Regions from separate parts of the Rattus norvegicus genome. Here region 1 is linked to region 2. A link is a contact called in public Hi-C data. All regions are on one chromosome and are shown on one strand. The core of a region is the stretch at or near the end of the contact, and the rest is flanking DNA. Distances in the headings are between cores, read along the strand shown. Region 1 overlaps Spi1 (Spi-1 proto-oncogene). Region 2 holds the start of Slc39a13 (solute carrier family 39 member 13).

Region 1 (3,118 bases), core at 225-2,724, 40 kb after region 2:
GTTTTTAATCTTAATATCGCCTTGTTTCTTGTCCTTCTTACAACGAAGTAAGAACACAGATGAGTGGGTGGGAACAAAAAAAGATCAAGACAAAAGGATTGGCAGTTGTAGTGTTTTCCACTTGTGATCTCAGCACATGAGACCAACCTATTAAGACCATGTCACAGATGGGCTCTTATTTGGCTGGGTGGCTGAGTGAGTTACAAATGACTGATAGGTAAACGGAGGTTAGGTGATGGGTAGCTAGATAGGTGGATAATGGTTGGATGGATGGGTGTGTACAGACAGATGGACGGGAGCATCAGGAGAGGCTCTCAGGGTCACCATAGGTCTTACTTAAAGCTTACATTACTTAACAGCAGTAGCCTAGATCCTGAGAGCTGGCATGGCATAGTAAGAGTTAAAGCACAATAAAGGTCCCTGGAATTACACAGAAGTGGGCTTGGACATGACACTACACGACTGGGGGCCGCTGTAGACAAAGGACTGGACTTTTGTTTTTAAATTTTGAGATAGGTTCTCTCTCTATGCATCCCTGGAACTTGCTATGTAGACCAAACTGGCCTCAAACCCGCAGAGATCCTCCTGCCTCTGCCTCCCAAGTGCTTGGTTAGAGTCACAGCTTCCTTCACTGTCAAAAGGAAGAGTCCACGCCAGCGTCTGTCTCCTCAGAGCAGAGAGAAGTGGGCTGCATTCTTAGCGAGTTGCCTGGTAGGTTGTAAGTTAGCAGCAGTCATCCTGTCAAGCACTGAGGCCTTCTGCATGGTGGATGCCTACAGGATATAGAAAGTGGACATGGAACTGTCACAGATATACAAATAACCTCTGAAGGACTGAGAGTTATACTAATGCTATGTGGGTGGACGCTAGGCAGAGGGCAAGGTGGCACAATAAAGGGACAAAACAGTTAAGCGCTGCGTTCACTAAGAGTTGGCCAAGCCGGGTACAACGGCACATGCCTGTTATCCTGGTACTTGGGATGCGGACACAGGGGGATCAAGACTTCAAGATCATGCTCTGCTACACAGCAAGTCTAAGGCTAGCCTGTGCTATATGAGACCCTGTCTCAGGAGAGAGAGGGGAGGGAGGGAGGGAAGAGAGAGGAGGAAGGGGGGACGGAGGGGGAGGGAGGGGGAGGGAGAGAGGGAGAGAGAGATAGAGGGAGGAAGAAAGGAAGGAAGACGATGTCAGAACAAAAAGGAAAAGAAAAGAGAGCTGTCTAGAGTCAAGCATGATGGTTCTGTAATGAAGCAAGAGAATCACCATGAACTAAAGGCTATCCTAGGCTACATGACCCATAGGTTCTGGGCCAGCCTGGATTATAGAGTAAGACAGGAGAAATAAGGATCAGGAGGCCAGAAAGGCTGACCTTTGCTCTCTGAATCATTTCTTGGACGCTCTTTCTGGGAGCCCCATATTTGGGATGAGTGTGCCTACCAGACTGCTGGTTACGTAATTGCCTGGGCACCCAAATCAAGGGGAAAGGTGAGGTTTTGAAACCATTGTAGCTCAGGGAGTCCTGGCCATCGCCTTCAGGAGACCGAGCAGGGAGCAGGGTCCCACATTTCCCCACAGTGCCTCACACTACTGTCATCCACGACAGCTTTGGGAAATGCTACTTTAGGCTTCAGAGCTAGCAGAGGTGGGGTGGGGCCAGAAAGAGTTAGGTCAGAGGCCTCAGCTCTCACCTAGAGGACCGCAAACATTCACAGTTCCTGTCTCTGGAGCCAGAGTGGGCTGAGGTAGAGGCAGGGAAAGATAAATGGCAGTGACCTAGAGGAAGCTGTGTCTGCAATCCAAATCACAGAGCCCCATTCTGTCCTTGCTGGTTTAGTGACCTTTGTCTTTAGTTCTGGGGCTCAAACCAGGACCCTGTGCATGAGAGACAAGTGCTTCTACCATTGTGATACAGCCCTAGGCTTTTTTTTTTTTTTTTTGGTTCTTTTTTTCGGAGCTGGGGACCGAACCCAGGGCCTTGCGCTTCCTAGGTAAGCGCTCTACCACTGAGCTAAATCCCCAGCCCCAGCCCTAGGCTTTTTGTTTTTGTCTTAAGATAAGATCTGCTTTCTAGCCCAAGATAGCCTCAAACTTTTTTTTTTTTTTTGGTTCTTTTTTTTTGGAGCTGGGGACCAAACCCAGGGCCTTGCGCTTGCTAGGCAAGCGCTCTACCACTGAGCTAAATCCCCAACCCAGCCTCAAACTTTTAAAAACATATTTTTTATTATTTACTTGTCTCTGTCTCTGTGTGTCTCTGTGTGTCTTTGTGTCTCTCTGTCTCTGTCTCTGTGTGTGTGTGTGTGTGTGTGTGTGTCTGTGTGTGTGTGTGTGTGTGTGTGTGTGTGTGTGTGTTCACATGTATGCTTTAGGAGTCCAGAAGAGGGTGCTGTTGACAAGGGTGGTCTTGAACTCACAGAGATCTCTCTGCCTCTGCTTCTGGAGTTCTGGGATTAAAGACATGTGCCAGCGTGCCTAGCTTGCCTTTGATGTTCTTTCCTCTATTTTCTGATTATTGGAATTACAGATGTGCTAGCTCAGGCTTTTTAGGACAAATATGAGTGTGACAGGAGTCAATGTTCTTCTTTTGTGCCATGTTCTGTTCTAAGTACTCCCCCAGGCATCAGATAGCTCATGCACTCACAGTGTATAAATAAAATGGGTATAAACTATTAGACCCACTCAGATGAGGAAACTGAGGTCTAGGAGCATGCAGCAGTAAATGCATCCCGGGTTTGTCTGCAGCTCCAAGGTGTGCACTTTTTCTTTTGTGCCACAGGGTCCCCTAGAGATCGCTCAGACAATATGGCACATGGACAGGGTCTTGGTAACAACCTTTTAAGAGGGGAGTCAGAGACTCAGTGGGGAAAAAATGTCTAGGCTCATACAGCCCAACACCACTTAGCAGGACAAGAAAGCTAGAGCCAGGCATGTAAGCTGAAACCTCAAAAGACTAAGTCAGGATGATCACAAGTTCAAACACAGCCTGGATGAGACCCTGCCTCAAAAACAAGGATTGGTGAAACGGCTCAGTAGACGAAGGCACTTACTGCCCCCAACCTGAGTTTGATCTTGGGACCCCTGAGGTGGAAGGAGGGAACAGACTCCTGAAAGTTGTCATGTG
Region 2 (3,011 bases), core at 55-2,554:
GCTGGCTCCAGCCTATGTGTCAATGTGTCCGCCTGAGGCCAAACTTTCCTTAATGACTGGGTGAGGCACTGGCAGGTCTCCTTCAGCCACCGGAGGAGGAGGGACCATCCCTGCTGGGTGCCTCTAGCTGCCAGGAGAGGCTTGTGTGCCAGATTGTGCCTGCGAAGACACCCCAGGGTCTAAGGCCAGCACTGTCTAGCTTGATGGGTGGTACTAAGAAACACAGGTGGGGAAACTGAGTCATGGTCCAAATCTCTTCCTCCTAAATGATCTTCTTGTTCTTGGGCACCAAGAGACAGAGGTGGTGCTAAAGGGAAGAGATGCCTCACAGATGCCAGAGCCAGAGGCTATGGTGACTTACGGCTAACTAATTTGATACTCTAGCTTGCTTACTGTTTGACTGTGGGTAACTCCTGTAGTCCCTTTTGAGCCTGAGCGTCAGCATCCTGTCAGGGAGCGGCTGAGGTACTGCCTCCCGAACAGAGGTGAGCTTCACAGTGCAGGCAGTGCTGGCATGGAGGAGCTAATGCAAGTCCTCTGAATGCCAGGGGAGGCCTGAAGCACTCCCACAAGGAATGTGCACCGCAGACGGATCTCCGGATGGGGATGTGAGTCAACCAAGCAAGAAGTTCAATCTGGAAAGTTTAAAATGTGGTCTGTCCCATCTTACACTGGCTGTGACCTTGAACCTGCCTCAGTTTCCTCATTTGCTAATGGATGTGAAGAGAGAATTCATCTGCCTCTGGCTGGTGGGCTACAAGCCTACGTCTGGGACCTTCAGGCCATAATTAGTGACCCCACTCCCACCCCTACCCCTGGCTGCCACTGCCAACACCATCACACACACACACACACACACACACACACACACACACACACACACACACACAGAGCAAAGTTTCATTGGTACCAAGGCAGGCCCTAGCCAGGCCAAGTCCTTGGCAGGTCATGCAGAGGCAAGGGGGACCACAGGTTTAGCAGAGAGGTATGGGGTATGGAGAGAAAAGAAAAAGCAAGAGAAAGGAGAGTTAATAAAGCGAGCTAGAATGTCTGGTAGGAGAAGGCAAGAAGCGGGGCAGCAGGGAGGGCTGAGGGGGCAGCGTATGGGACGACAGAGGTAAAGAGCCAAAAAAGCAGGCAAGTTCGACTCCTAAACTCTGAGTGGCGACAGGTTTGGGAATTGACACGGTCCATCCCTCCCCGGACGCCGGCCTGAGGGTCCAGCGACCACTCACCGTGCAGCGGCAGAGGTGGCAGAGGTGGCAGCGGCAGCAGATGCAGCGCTCCGGGCGGGCCGGGCCATCCAGCTGCAGTCTTGCGCCCCGCCCCGGCTCTGCCTCGCCTGGCCCCGCCACTAGGCCCCCAGTCCGGAGCTACCCCCGGCGTGCAGCCACGTCACAGGGACAGTCCGGAACCTGACGCGCCCGGCTCCGGGGGGCTAGACGGAGCGACGCGGGGGGGGCGCTTCCGCCTCTTGCCGTGGGGGACCCGCGCGGTCAGCGCACTTCCGCTCGGGCCGGATTATGGGGCTGCGGGGAGGGTAGGACGGAAGTGGGTACCCTCATGGGCATCGCTTTTAGCCAAGCTAAACTAGGTTGAGGGCGGCACCCATGCGGGGACCGGGATCAACGGGGCGGCGGGACTTGAGTATGGCTGCTGCCTTCCTTCTGAGAATGCAGTGCCGGCAGTGGCCACACGGGGGCGTGCGTGGCTGCCAAACCGCTCCGTCTCGGGATAAGAGCAGGGCTGTGGTTCTCCTCTGAGTCAGCGGGCCTGGCTCCTCCATGAGCTAGGGAAAGGGGAAGTGCTTGCCTGCCGCAAGGAGGGGCCTGGCCCCGGGTACCTCAGAAGAGGGAATTTTATTCTTACTCATCGAATTATTTTTATGCTTTGGTTTTTTACTTGGAACCTCAGGCCACTATCTCCAGGACCTTAGTAACCCTTTGAGGCCCAATACATATTTCTAGACCCTGTGCCCTGGAATTCCAAGCCAGGATACAAAGGACTTTGTGTTCTCTTAACCTGACACAAGCTGGGCCTGAACTCTTAGACTAGTGGAGCCATTAATGGCAATAATAATTCAGTTCCCTGATGTAGTGTAGCCTTTTACTGACCATCTCTTTAGTAGTGTTACCTCACCAAATCATTTTATCCTTCAGGTGAGGGCCGACTGACAGACTGCCACGCAAATGGCAGAGCCGGAATTCAACTTGGATGTACCTCTACCTAGGTCATGTGGTAGCCACTTCAGGTCTAAGCTTGAACACAGGTGTGAATGTGGCCTAACATACCCCTTTTGAGGTTTGCATCCTTTTCTGGGAATCCGCTAGCAACTGACATGGAAGACATTTAACAGAGGCCAATGAGTACTCCCTTGGGCAGACTGTAAAAGATTCTGTGTCCAGTGGTAGAGCACTTGCCTAGCAAGCCCAAGGCCCTGGGTTCGGTCCCCAGCCCCGGAAAAAAAAAAAAAAAGAAAAGAAAAGAAAAGAAAAGAAAAGATTCTGTGTCTCATTAGTCCTCACCTCCCACTGAATCTCTCTATGGTCCCTTTTTCCTTCTGGGTGCTCTGAGAGCAGCCTGAACTCCCACTTCACAGCTGCTTCCTCCCTCACTTACCTCATTTGTGTGTGTATGTTTTATTTATTTTGAAATTGGTTTTATGTAGCTCTGACTGTTCTGGAACTTGCTTTGTAGATAGTGCTGGCCTTGAACCTACAGAGATCTACCTACTTGTACCTCCTTAGTACTGGGATTAAATATGTGTGCCACCACTCTTGGTATATTTCTTTATATATTTTTGATATGAGGTCTCATGCTAGACTGTCTCAGAACTTGTTACCTGGCAAAAGATGACCTAGAACTTGTGGACCTCCTAACTCTAGGCGTGCACTCCCACATCCAGTTTATGCAGTGCTGACACCCTGGGCATTGTGCATGCCAGGCAAGCACTCTATCAACTATATCCCCCCAGCCTTTTATACCCCCACCCCCTCCAACCCTGAGTCAGA

The links. A called contact is a pair of places that touch in the nucleus more often than the background predicts.
Region 1: a Hi-C map of liver shows a contact between it and region 2, with 2.4 times the contacts expected there. The contact joins the enhancer-like site here to the promoter of Slc39a13 in region 2. A contact is called at or near these places in 9 of 12 Hi-C or Micro-C datasets (the A7r5 cell line, the Rat2 cell line, frontal cortex and 4 more) and 1 of 1 datasets of contacts at active chromatin or transcription factors (oligodendrocytes).

The regions. Positions count from the first base shown.
Region 1 is chr3:97,541,202-97,544,319 of GRCr8, forward strand. All of the region lies in intron 2 of Spi1 (Spi-1 proto-oncogene), which reads left to right. All of the region lies in intron 1 of LOC120101909 (a long non-coding RNA gene), which reads right to left. Among named protein-coding and RNA genes, the nearest start is that of Mybpc3, 8.3 kb to the right of the region's middle. Within about 2 kb of position 1,475, at least 4 of the 93 cell types and tissues checked have an H3K27ac peak or open chromatin away from gene starts, as enhancers often do. A contact at or near this core is called in liver, where this site is marked.
Region 2 is chr3:97,501,740-97,504,750 of GRCr8, forward strand. It overlaps Slc39a13 (solute carrier family 39 member 13), which reads right to left and starts at 1,305. Exons shown (of 10, transcript NM_001399258.1): 1 at 1,236-1,305.